2 separate regions of the Macaca mulatta genome follow, and region 2 is linked to region 1. Evidence: chromatin contacts called from public Hi-C data. All regions are on one chromosome and are shown on one strand. Each heading gives the region's core, a stretch centred on a gene start, on an enhancer-like site or on the middle of the called end of the contact. The rest is flanking DNA. Distances are from core to core; before and after follow the strand shown.

Region 1 (6,857 bases), core at 2,148-4,647:
TGAAGGAAATCTAATATGCAAATACTTACAGGGTAGTCTTTTACAAATAGTCACCCTTGTCACTTTGAAAAACTGAAAATCAACGAAAGAACAGTTTAAGTATACTTGACCTTACTGCCTAATGTCTCTCAAGATTGCCATGGCTGGTCGATTTCAAATCTGTGAAACTGACACTTAAGAATGTATAGTGCGTCTTCAGTCCAGGTCCCTCAAGTGCTGACTAAACTGTGGTCACAGCCTCAGATTCTCTTTCCACACAAACTTGTACAGCGCTTACAAAGCTAGTTTAATCACATCATCAATCTATGCCTATACTTCCCTTAAAGTAATTCTGCTTCATTTATCTTTTAACCCTACATTATGCAAATGACATCCTTATCAGTCCAATAAAGAAAAGTCATTAATGTTCCTTCTTGTTTATCTTTGCCATACACTGAGAACTGGAATCACATATGAATTTGCACCAATACCTTTTCTCTTTTCTATTTTTCACACTCTATATGAAAATCATAGTGTCAGAGAAGCCCTAAATAAAATTCTTGAAATAGTCTTCAATCATTGTCTATAACTAGCATCACAGTATGAGTTAATGTATTAAAAAGGAAAAAACAAAAACTTGGGGGGAATGCCTACGTGATTTTTTTTTTTTTAATGTCTCTCTAGGAAGGCTTTGCATATGCCATACCAGGATACCTCCTGGATATAAGAACAGTTATACAGGCCCCTAGTGGCTTAGCAAATAGCAGCAGATGAGGGGATTCCAATTCTTAGTTCCAGACTTTGAGATATTCTGGATTTAAATAAGAGTCCATCTTAAAAGGCAAATCAAATCACTGTATTTAATACTTTAAGCAGTTTTACATCTATGGTTATCTACTCTAATGCACATATATTAAAATAAATTGCTGCATTTCATTACTTGAGTAACTGCACAACTGCTCTGGCCCAAGAAGAATCTGTGTTACATAACCTACACAATGAAACGTTTAATTCATCCACCTCTTTACATGTCATGCAAAAGTAATACATTACTCAACTATATTAAAATATATTTGAGAGAGACACTGTTCCTCTTTGAATCTTATTCCTATTATATATTACTAAGGGCTATAAGAACAGATGATTTCTGTGTAAAGTACTATTTAAAATGAGATACAGATAAAAATTGAATGCCACTTTTACAGGAGTAAAAATCTAAACGTATTTCCCAATAACAGCCAGTGATACAACTCACATTGGAGTGCACCTATTTTAAAAGATCTACAATTAATAACACCCATTAATCCCCCATCCCCTTGCTGTCCTTCCTTCACAAAAGAAAATTCCAGGCAGGCACATTTACAGCTTTTAGCAATTTTTAACTGGACACAATCTGACAGCTGAATTCATGAAACTGACCAGCTTGTCAATTTCACACTTTGAAAGTACAATAATAGCTGATAGCATGAGGGTGAATTTAAGAAATCTGCCACAGAATTGCTAGCTCCATTGAAAAGCAAAGTACAGTACATAATTATGGAATGTGGGAGGTAGGGAAAATTTTACTGTCCATTTAGGATGTCTGTTTCCGTAAGTCAGACACGGAGCACTGAAAATGTGTTCTCTTTTTGCTATAGTGTCTGTAGCATAAAACAGAATATATATTCAAAGTAAGTAAGATACTAAGCCTTTTACTGGATATTATTATATTACATATACAACTTAATCTTAAGTTATTATCATCTACAGATCCCTTTACATCAGAATGTTTCAAGTCTTGGTATATCATCCTTGTTTTACTCAAGTTGAGTGGTTGGTGTATGCACTTTGAAACAGAGAAAAAATACTCAAAATGGTCAGAAGTATCTGTGATTGAACTAACTCCCCACAGACGTGCTACAGGATGGTTAGAAAAGAACACACCAAAGGGTAAAGTCCACATTTGTAGCTCAGTAAATCTAACAGCAAATCTATCTCAAGTCATAAGCAGTTACTAGCCTTTCAGAGGTTCAAAGTGTGTTAGCTACACTCTGTTAAGTCACTGGCACTGTGTCTTTGGGCATGTAAATACATGTGTATATATATATATAACTTTAATAGGAAATACAAGGAGAACGATCCCTCAGGAATCTTCCTAGATACTTAAGGTGCAAACTGTAGATGAGGCTGGGGGATTACTCTGAGAATTTTAGAAAACAAGAGACATTTGGCAAGTAGCGTACTGGGAGGCGAACTGGAAACAATACAAGTGGATTGTGATAGTCCTGGTTTTGGAGAATGGAACTACTATCTGGAATTCTGAAACACCCAATTAGTGAAAGCCAAGCTCACACTTGGTGTTCGAGATTTTAAGCATAAGACTTAAAAACTGACTTCACATGTTTGTGTTTTTAAATGAAATTCAACGTCCAGAGAAGCAATGCAAGTTTTCTACACACCTACATAAAAGCTACAATAAATCTATAGGAAAGCAAAGAATCTTTGGTTTGTTCGTGGCTTTCTTTTTAAATTGTTTCCTACAACTTTGCCTCTTCATTACAAATGATGCGTCCCCTTCCCTACGGAATGAATGTGTGTGTTAAGTGCACCAGATTCCCGCAGCTGAACTACGAGCTTTGATTCTGCCACGGAAAGGTCTCCCAAACAATCCCCCTCCTCTATGGCAGCTGCGTAGACTTTGATTCCTGTTATTTCTCTTTCTCCCCACTAGTTCAGAGGAAAGAAAGAAAAAGAAATCGCTCCCTCACCGTAATCAGCCCTCCTTAAAACAGTAATCCCTGCCTTTAAAAAAGGCGGTGGCAGGATCCCCGGGTAAGGGTGCATTGCCCCACTGCTCCACCATTCCCCCCCAATACTACGCCCACCCTAGGAGGAGAAAGCGGGGGTCGCACAAATACACATACCCGGACACCCCCATTCTCTAGAGTCGCCTCTCTCCCGGGTCTAAGGTTTCAGGCGAGAAGTGAACCCTGCAGGGGAGGACCTCTGCCCGAGGAGGTTCAGAGGAGCAAACTGTGCGCTCCGCTGCCCGGGCGCCGGGCTCGCGGAAGCGGGAGCGTGTCGCTCTGGCCGGGGAGGCGCCGGCAGCCGGAGCTGCGCGCAGGGCGATTCCCGAGCAGCCAGAGGGGAGAACACAGCGGGGCGCACGGGGTCAGTTCCAGGGACTTACCTGGTCATGTTGGCTCTGGGCAGCAGCCGCCACCGCCTCCCGCGCCGCCACCAGCACTTTCCTCCAGCGCCTTCGCGCCCTGCCACGGCCGCGCAGCCGGCGCCGGCCCGCGCCGCCGCCTCCGGGCGGCCAATTTAATCCCGCGGAGCAGCGGCCGCTGCCGCGGAAGCCCCTCTGGTCGCCGCCGCCGCCCAGCCCTCGTGCGGCCAGCCCAGTCCAGAGCGAGGAAGTGGAAGAGAGTCAGCGAGTGAGTCCAAAAACCCGAAATCCAGCATCCAAGGGAGCGCGTCCCCCCGCCCTCCCTCCACCCCTACCCCCTTTTCCTCCTCCTCCGCCTCCTCCTCCTCTTCTCGGGCCGTCCTCTTGGCCCTTCTGAGCCCGCGGCTTCCGCGGCGGTTTCTCCTCCTCTCGCTCCTCCTGCTCGCCCGGCGCCCGTTTCTCTCGCTGCCGCTGCCGCCGCCGCCGCCGCCGCCGTTTGTCTCCTCTCCCTCCTCCTCCTCCTTTTCCTCCTCCTCCCGCTCCTCGATGCTCCGCCGCTCGCGGCTGGGGGGTCCGGGGCCGCGTCTCCTCTCCTCCCTCCGCCTCTCCTGTTTCCTCCTTCCTGCTGCCTCTTCTTTTAAAGCGGATTCTTTGGCCACAAATAGCAACTCGGCTGCCCCCCTCGGTGCCTCCCTCCCCTTCTTCTCTTCTTCCCCCCAAAAGTGAAGCGCACGCGAGGTAACCAGAAACTGAGGCTCGTGGGGGGAGAGGGGTGCGAGGCGACGCCTGGGAAAGGGCCCGAACGGAGTCAAGGGCCGGGAGGTGGGGTGGCCAGCCCAGCCCAGCCCAGTCTTTGGACCTGGCGTGAACCTGGTAGTTACGGCTGCAGACGAGGTGGTTTGGTGGGGGAAATTAAACAAAAAAGCCCAGGAAAGTAATTGGAAAGGCTTCTCTCTTTGTTTCCTTGTCTGGGTGATTTCTAAAATCCTCGTAACGTGCTGGGGATCCCACGGTATTGCTGTGCTCCAGCGCTGGGGGATTGTGTGTGCGCGTTGCCTGCGCGTGAGTGTGAGTGTGGGTGCGCCCGGACGCGGGGAGAGCTGGGCCCGCTGCGCCTGCTGGCGAATCCCTGAATCTGGACCACTGACCCACTGAAAGGGCCAGAGAGCTGGATGAAGGAGGGGCAGGCAGGAGTGGTGGGTGAAGGAGGCAACACAAACACACACACACACACACACACACCAGAGGAGGGGGCGGGGTGACGTCACTCCCCAGCATTCATCCACCAGGCCAGAAAAGACCCTCTCCAACAGATTCACTCATCTCCTAAGAGATGCACACCCGGGCGCTTCCTGCTCTGCGTCCCAGCGCAAAGGAGGAAAAAATGCTGGTCGCGCCCTCTTCACAGCAGTGATAATAATATAAGGAACGTGCTTTAATGAAACACAGTTTGTGTCCGCCCCAGTTCACCTTGGCAGCCTCCTTCGGGGATTCTTGTAGGATCCACTTTGAAGGCAACGAGGAAGGCAGGGAAGTATTGAACCAAAATCTTAGTGTGATAACTTGTTTTGCTATCGTGCCACTTGCTTTTATGATGTTGGAAATGCAGTGCTCCTCAGCTTCTCTGAAGGACACTATAACACCCTCTTCCCTAGACAAGCACCCAGTTGTTGGGCTATGCACTCCTCATCCACACAACCCAAGGTGACTAAGGTGCACTGTGTGTGTTGTTAGCTAAGAGATGGATTTTAACCTTCTTCGCTACTCACAGGATCTCCAACATGTGGAAAAAGTCAGCAGCTGGAAGCCACCATTGGCAGTTGGCCCATCAAAATTTATTAGAAACTTGGTCAGAACGGTTAAATAAAGTAAAGCTAGAGCTCACCAGCCACCTCGATTGCTCATTCTATGTTCAGGCCAGCACATACACACAATACTTATTCCTGCAGACTCCAGGCTGTCTTTGAAAGAGCAAATGTAAACAGACCCCCTTAGATTTGACTTAATGATCCAGCATCCTGACTGTTTTCTCAAGCTGCCCATTTATTTCCACCATCTGCATGCTGTGCTGTTGAAAGCCACCAAAGGATTGGTCAGTAATCCTCTGCCCCCTATGTACTCCAAAAATAAGTCACATATTTTTGAAAAGAATCTCGCTAAACGAAGTTCAGTTTTCTAGCAATTTGGGGGTGGGGGAGGAGCATCCTGGCATGATTGTCTCTTGGTTTTTTGTTTTTGTTTTTTTATGGTTAGCGTCATAGTGAAAATCAGGAAGAAATCAATTCCTGTGCAAGCCTCCAAGCTAGGTTTACCCTCCAATCATTCTGATTTCACAGCAGCTGAAAAGCTGTGCAGGGATGATGGACACCTGCCCCCTGTGACCTAAGGATGGATCCAGAAATCTCAGCCTCCCCACAGGTGATTCCACCCAAGATGTAAACTCCAACTTGGCTTTCTCATTGCCACATGCGCCCCCATAAACTGGCAATCCCACTTTCATCATCCAAAGTTGCATGTTAGAGAAACAGAAAGTTTTAAAACCCCTAATATTCCTTTGCTGTTACTTTTGTGGGAAAGAAATGTATCCCTCTGCCTGCGGATCTGACCTCATTTAAGAAGAACCCAGCTGGTAAATCTGACTGCTATCTGGGAACATAGTTGAGGAAATATCATCTTACACCACTGGTAGCGATTTAAACTAGCTCGAAAACTCAGTGATGATTGTTACCAAGGAGAGCAACAAGCAAGTAGAAAAGGGACCCAGAAATCAGGGGATATGCAGAGGACAGTACAAGTAAATGGCATAAGCGCAACTTTTCTGACACTGTGAAGTCCTAGATGTTCTTGTCCCTACTGCAACCAAACATCTTAGAGAAAGAAGTAGGGATGGGTTAAGGTGACTGCAGAGTCTGAGTTATTATTATACAAATGAGACTGAGAATTATTCAGGGTGGTGCTGCTGAAGAACGGGAGGTACAGCAAATAGAGAAGCCAAAGTTTCTCTGCTCATCTGAGCAGTAATGGAAGTGAGACTGCAGCCTGCTACACACGTGTTAATATATTCAGAGCAGATTTACAACAAAAGAGTGTCCTAATGCTGCAGCATCTATTAAACTTCTGGACTGGTTTGCCATTTGGAAATTTTAAGTCAAAGAACATCAGAAGCAGGCTAATCTTTTGTTGAAATTACCTCATTTTTGCAGGTAAAGAAACGAAGACCCTGAGAATTTAAAATCATCCAACTATTTGGTGCCAGAAGCAGGACAAGAACTCAGATATCATGATCCAGTGCCCTCCATCCCACCAACTGTTCATCACCTCCACATTCTGGATCAAAGAAGCCAGTTTTCCAACTTATCAGTGAGCAATACATATAGAATATTTAAAAACTCCAAATACTTACATGAAGGAAAAATGAAGCAATAGGACAAGACATTTTCTTAGTTCCCTTCCAGCTCTAACATTCTGTGATAAATAGCACACAGGAGCTTTGCTATAGCACACCCCCCTCTAGTGCATAATTCAGCATACGATGAGTATGAGTCTGTTTTGGACCCCATCCAAAGGAGTTAGTTCCTAGAAGTACTTGGAAGATTTATTCTCATTTATCATGAGGCATCCTAACAGGAGACTAAAAATAATCATGATGACAATAATAGTAATCAGTTGTTACACTTGTATTATGTACTAAGCATCGTGCGAAGCATGTTATATAGTTCACCCGTTTTTG
Region 2 (6,857 bases), core at 1,535-4,034, 1.1 Mb before region 1:
CTTAACTCCTGTGTTGTTCAAGGGTCAACTGTATATATGTTTAAGAGTTACTGTTTACCCAGTAGATCAAGCCAAGACCAAGTTAGGTTTTTGTGTTTTTGGCTTAACCTAAGAAAATGTTCAGACTAAAGCAGTCCATCAATAGAACAGACTGCCTTTTAAACCAGAGAACAACTTCTCTTTGTAGGTATTTTAGGTATATGAATGACCATAGGTGATCTGCTTTGGGTCATCTATGGTCCCTTCCAACTTAAAACTTCTATATTCATGAACACTGCATAACTGAATTGTGGATTTCATATAAATAATATCTCGTTGCCTACTTTAGGTTTGAAATGTTTTCCTTCTAAATTGCATAGGTATATATATAGCACCATCCCCACCATGAACTCTGATGTAGAAAACACAAGATTCTAAAGTCATTTGTGAGGCTAAACAGACTTAGGCACTTCCATGTAATACTGCAAAAAGCAACAGCCTTAAAGGTACTACTTGCTCAACATGTCATTCCAAACACATAGACTATGATTAGCAGCTGAATTTAACAGTATCTTTCCGCTTTGAAAAACACTTCATATACCTTTACAAAGAAGCCATAGTATCTCAGGGTAGAAAAACCCAATAGGTAGGAAACATGGTCTTTTCTTAGAAATGAACTATGTAATTTTGAGTACTTATCTCAAAATCACTGCAGAAACATATCTAGTGCTTGTGGAAAAGGAATCAATTTTTTTTTTTTTTTTTTAGCTAAAGGTTTTGAATTTTTCTTGTGACATTTAAGTCTTTTATTGTATGCTGATTTTTATGATTATCTGTTTCATAATGGTTATTCTTGCCTCCATGAAAGGGAAGACTAGAACAAAAAACTGACAAGACCAAGTTCTAGCTCCATCACCAACTTACTGAATGATCCTAGGCAAATCATGTGGGCTCTTTCTTGTGTTTTAAGGTTTACCTCCAATGAAGTAACTACCTCAGACTGGCTGTGAAGCTCTCATAAGGTGATGGACTTGAAAATGCCTTGCAAAGTACGAGCAGTTCATACACAGAAAGTTTCACGTACTTCTATATCTTGCATGATGCCTACCCATGGTTAGGGTGATAACAGTTGTTGATCCAATTATGAAAGAAAGAAAAAGAACTCTTTAAAATAGTGAAGTAAAATAGCTAATTTTCCCATGAGTTTATCATTTGCTCTATTCAAAAGTTTTAAAAATTATATTAACTATAAAACTAAACATATTTATCTTTATTATATATGATATGCAATTATATGACATACTATTATATATATAATGCTTAAACAATTAAATATAAATTATACTTTCCTTCCCCAGATAAGACAAAGAACCTGTTTACTTCTTTAAGGATTTATTGGTTCCTGTGAAACCTGTGAAGGTCACTAACACTCTACAGCCAGAGAATGACAACATATGATTGTCTTTTCAGTCCTGTAGTATCCACAGTAGTGATGTCTGTCCATGGACAAGTGTCTGTCCAGAACATCCATTAAACTCCATGCCTGCTCTGTGTGTCATGGGGACAGGGACAGAAGACAGATTCACTGGTGGTAGGCCCTCCCTTTGGGGTGTGCCATGACAACGATACCCCAGGTGGCAATGCCTAGAAAAAAACAACAATACCATACCTTTATGTTGCATTTTAATTTACCAAGTGTTTCACATACACGCCATCTTATTTAACCCTCACAACACTTCTGGAGGAAATATTACCATTGTATCTTTCTTATAGGCAAGTGAAGCACAGAAAAAGAAAAAAAAAAATCAGGAAAAAAAAGAACATCTTGTAGGAGAATTTACCTATACAGAATCAAGAAGGTAACACAGAAACCTCAAATTCTATCCACTGACAATCGGTTTGAAAGCTAAAAAGATCATGACGTTTTACTGATGACATCTTGACGATCACAGAAAGGGGTTGTGGGCGACATTACCCAGGTGTACCAAGTAGGTGAGCTTAGAACCCACGTCTAAAGATCTGGGATTCAAGGCAAATTTCTTAAATTAAGGTCAAGTGCCCTCGCTCAGGCTTTCTCCAGGACCTGGAGAAAAAGTATGGGCTTTGAGATCTGATATACCTGGGATCAAGTGACTGTCATTTCCCGACCATGAACACAATACTCCTCGTTGCCTTGGTTTGCTCCATAGTAAAATGAGAATACTATAATCATACCTACTTCTAACAGCTATTCTGAGAATTAAAAGGACTGAGCCTAATAAGCGTTCTCAAGAAATACTGATTTAAAATTAAAAAAAAAAAAAAAAAAGAAAGAAAGGCGTTCCAACAACTTCTTCTCTCACCTTGTTTGAGGTGCCCCCACCACCTGACCAGCGCCAGCACCCCGCCTCCCCGCCCACGTGGCTGCTCCCTTTCCTTCCTCTACCCCACAGATACCCAACCCGCCCAAGTGCTGTGCCCTGATGCTCACTGATGCCGATGACCATCTTCGTAATTGTCCATGGACCCGGGGGATATCCCATCTTCATGGGTTTCCGTGCCTCCCAGTAGACGTACCCGCCCGCCCCCATCAGCCCCAACCCAGAAAGCACTCGACAGCTCCAGCAAGTCTTCAACCAGTTGTGTTCTGCTGGGGAGGTCGGCGCTCCGGGTGTAGCTGGGGGCGCAGGCTTGGCGGGCACGGCGGCGGTATCGGGAGACGCAGCGATCTTGGAGAACTCCAAAGGCTTGGACACCTGAAACCCCATGTTCTGGAACTCGGCCTCAACCTTGTGAGTCTTTGGTTCAAACCGACGTAAACGATGCACCGGAAAGCAGAGCGCCGGAAAGCAGAACGCCGGGACGCTTGCGCCGTGCGAGGAGGAAGCCTGAGGGCTGCTGGGAAATGAAGTTCCCCTCCGCCTCAGAGGGGGAAAAGGTGAAAGAATGCTGCCCTTTATTGCTGGATTTCTCTGGCAGCAACAACCTCGGATGCGCTGGAGGCCAATTCCAACCCTCCTCCCCGCCGTCTCCCCACCGCCCCCCCCCCTTTTAGAAATTCTGTAATCGCTACTCACTAAATGCATCACCTTTCAATCTCCTTAGAGGAGAAGTCTGGGTCGCTAAGTTTCTTGCCTTACATGAACTGCCAGACCGTGGGCATGTCATATCTCCTATCCAGAGGCCTGTGAATCAAGGAGTTGGGTTTTATATGTGCACAATCATGTGCTAGATACAGACATACCATAGAAATATTGCAGGTTTGGTTCTAGACCACCACAATACAGCAAATAATAAAGCAAGTCATGCAATTTTTTTTTTTTTTTGGTTTCTTGGTGTATATAAAAGTTTTTTATACTGTAGTCTATTAAATGTGCAATAGCATTGTGTCTAAAAAACTGTGTATATCTCTTAATTTAAAAAAAAAATCTTGCCAAAAAAATGCTAACGATTACCTTAGCCTTCAGTAAGTACTAATCTGTTTTTTTTTTTTTTTTTTTTTTTTTTTGAGGTGGAGTTTTGCTCTTGTTGCCCAGGCTGGAATGCAATGGTGGATCTTGGCTCACTGCAACTTTTGCCTCCCGGGTTCAAGTGATTCTCTTGCCTCAGCCTCCTTAGTAGCTTGGATTACAGATGCCTGCCACCACACCTGGCTAATTTTTTGTATTTTTAGTAGAGATGGGTTTTCACCATGTTGGCCAGGCTGTTCTCAAACTCCTGACCTCAGGTGATCCACCTGCCTTGGCCTCTCAAAGTGCTGGGATTACAGGCATGAACCACCGCGCCCGGCCACTTCTAATCTTTTTGCTGGTGGAGGGTCTGGCATCGATGTTGATGCCTGCTGATTGATCAAGGTAGTGGTTGCTGAAGGTTGGGGTGACTGTGCCAATTTCTTAAAATAAGACAATAATGACATTTTCTGCAAGAATTTTTTTTTTTTTTTTTTTTTTTTTTTTTTTTTTTTTGAGACGGAGTCTCGCTCTGTCGCCCAGGCTGGAGTGCAGTGGCGGAATCTCGGCTCTCTGCAATCTCCGCCTCCCAGGTTCACACCGTTCTCCTGCCTCAGCCTCCCGAGTAGCTGGGACTACAGGTTCCCACCACCACGCCCGGCTAATTTTTTTGTATATTTAGTAGAGACGGGGTTTCACCATGTTAGCCAGGATCGTCTGGATTTCCTGACCTCGTGATCCACCAGCTTCCGCCTCCCAAAGTGCTGGGATTACAGGCATGAGCCACCGCGCCCGATTCTTCTGCAAGAATTGACTTTTCCTTTTACGAAAGATTTTTTTGCAACATGCAATGACGTTTTATAGCATTTTAATAACCACCATTTAACGTCTTTCAAAATTGGAGCCCTTTATCCAACATTTTGACAATGTTCATAGCATCTTCACCAGGAGTAGATTCCATCTCAAAAACCACTTTGTTCATCCACAGGAAGTAACCCCTCATCTGTTCAAGTTTTATCATGAGATTGTGGCAATTCAGTCACATCATCAGGCTCCACTTCGAATTCTAGTTCTCTTGCTATTTCCACCACATATGCAGTTACTTCCCTCATCTAAAATCTTGAACCCTTCTTAGTTGTTCATAAAGATTGGAATCAATTTCTTCCAATATCCAGTTAGAGATATTTTGTCCTCCTCCCATGAGTCACAAATATTCTTAGTGACATCAGAATGTTGAATCTTTCTCAGAAGGTTTTCAATTTACTTTAACCAGATTCGTCAGAGAAATCATTATCTATGGCTGCTATAGCCTTACAAAATGTATTTCTTAAATAGTAAAACTTGAAAGTCAACATTACTTCTTGATCTATAGGCTGCAGAATGGATGTTGTGTTAGCAGTTATGAAAACGTTAATCTCTTTGTACTTTTCCATTACAACTCTTGAGTAACTAGGTACATTGTCAATGAGCAGTAATATTTTGAAAGGAATCTTTTTTCTGAGCAAGAAGTCTCAACAATGAACTTAAAATATTCAGTAAACCATGCTGTATATGGATGTGCTGTCATCAGGCTTTGTTGTTCGAATTACAAAACACAGGCAGAGTATACTTAGCATAATTCTTAAGAGTGCTGGGATTTCCAGAAAGATAAATGAGGATTGGCTTCAATTTAAAGTCATCAGCTATATTAGATTCTAACAAGAAAGTCAGATTTGAAGGGTGAAGCCAAGCATTGACTTGTCCTCTCTAGTTATGAAATGGCATCTTTTATTAATAGAATGCTGCCTCATCTATACTGATTATCTGTTATCAATGATCTAAGTTAGGTTTCTTTGATAACTTGCTGCAGCTTTTACATCAGCACTTGCTGCTTCACCTTGCAATTTTATGTTATGAAGGCAGCTTATTTTTTTTTTAAACCACATGAACCAACCTCCGCTAACTTCCAACTTTTCTTCTGCAGCTTTCTCACCTCCCTCAGCCTTGGTAGAAGTAAGGAGAGTTGGGGTCTTGCTCTGGATTAGGCTTTGACTTAAGGGAATGTTGTGGCTGATTTGATCCTCTATCCAGATGACTGAAACTTTTTCCATATCAGCAATATGACTGTTTTACTTTCTAATCATTGGTGTGTTCACTAGAGTAGCACTTTTAACTTCCTTTTCCTTTGCATTTACAACTTGGCTGTTTGGCCTACATTCCAGCCTATCCCAGCTTTCGACATGCCTTCCTCAGTAATAATCATTTCTACATTTTGACTTAAATTGAGATAAGGTTGACTCTTCCTTTCACTTGAATACTTAGAGGCCATGGTCAGGTTATTAGTTGGCCTAATTTGAATGTTTTTGCATCTCAGCAAATACAGAGAAGTAGAGAGGTTAATGGTTGGTGGGTGGAGCAGTCAAAACACACATTTTTATTAAGTTCACCATCTTTTATGGGTGTGGTTCATGCTGCCCTAAAATTATTCCAATAGTAACATCAAATATCACTGATCACAGATCACCATAACAGATATAATAGTAATGGAAAAGTTTGAAATAATGCAAGAATTACCAAAATGTGACACAGATATGAGTGAGCACATACTGTTTGGAAAATTGTGCTAATAGGCTTGCTCTACACAGGGTTACCACCAAACTTTCCATTTGTAAAATGTACAATATCTGCCATTTACAGTAAAGTGAAGCATAATGAAGTAAGATATGCCTGTACTTTGCTAAGCAATCAATTGCATGATGCCATTTAATATCCTGACTCAACATGGCAGATTAAGTTTTCCCAGTATATGACAAAAATGGCTAAGTGCCATAGCCATAGTTGAAACCAGTGTCTGTGGATACAGTCAAATATCTTAAGCGCTACCTATACATATTGTGAGGAGATTACACAAATGTGATCGATATGTTAAAAATTGGTTTGAATTACCTGAATGAATACTTTTTTATTTCTCTTTAGCTTCTTTCTTAAAGACATGGTCTGAATTGTATCATAGTCATGGCATTGTTTTTTTGAGAGCCTTGGAAAAGTTCAACCCCAAAATCAGGCTAATAGATAGGAGGAATTGATACAGAATCTGTTTTTGCCAGTTTACTTTCTTACCTCTTAAGAATGATCTTTTAATTCTGATACTGTCTTTGCAATTAAACTTCTGTATCATCAACTCCCAACTCATACTACCTTTCATTTTCTTTGGGTTTTGAATATATATTGCTTATGTTGGGTTGTTCTCAGAGAATTACTAGCAAGAAATCACGACATTTAGAGTTTTGAGTTTGTTTCTCTTAGAGGAGATGGGTGAATATAGGAATAACTTTGGATTTAAACTTTTTTCCTTTGGATTGACTTTAAAAATTAACAAGATAAAAACATTCTGTTCTATGTTCTGAAATGCAATGTGATTTTAGGAAGGTTAAAAAAATGAAAAAATAAAGATATGGATATATAAGGATA

The links. A called contact is a pair of places that touch in the nucleus more often than the background predicts.
Region 2: a contact with region 1 is called in a Hi-C map of fetal cortical plate, with 2.8 times the contacts expected there. The contact joins the promoter of DMAC1 here to the promoter of PTPRD in region 1. A contact is called at or near these places in 2 of 14 Hi-C or Micro-C datasets (fetal cortex germinal zone and fetal cortical plate).

What each region holds. Positions count from the first base shown.
Region 1 is chr15:90,455,920-90,462,776 of T2T-MMU8v2.0, reverse strand. PTPRD (protein tyrosine phosphatase receptor type D) reads right to left here and starts at 3,397. Exons shown (of 28, transcript XM_077966664.1): 1 at 3,149-3,397. It overlaps LOC716712, which reads left to right. Exons shown (of 3, transcript XM_077966418.1): 2 at 2,904-3,395; 3 at 6,331-6,857. The coding sequence ends at 6,334.
Region 2 is chr15:91,529,690-91,536,546 of T2T-MMU8v2.0, reverse strand. DMAC1 (distal membrane arm assembly component 1) reads right to left here and starts at 2,784. Exons shown (of 2, transcript XM_028835173.2): 1 at 2,536-2,784; 2 at 1,355-1,623. The coding sequence starts at 2,726. The coding sequence ends at 1,446.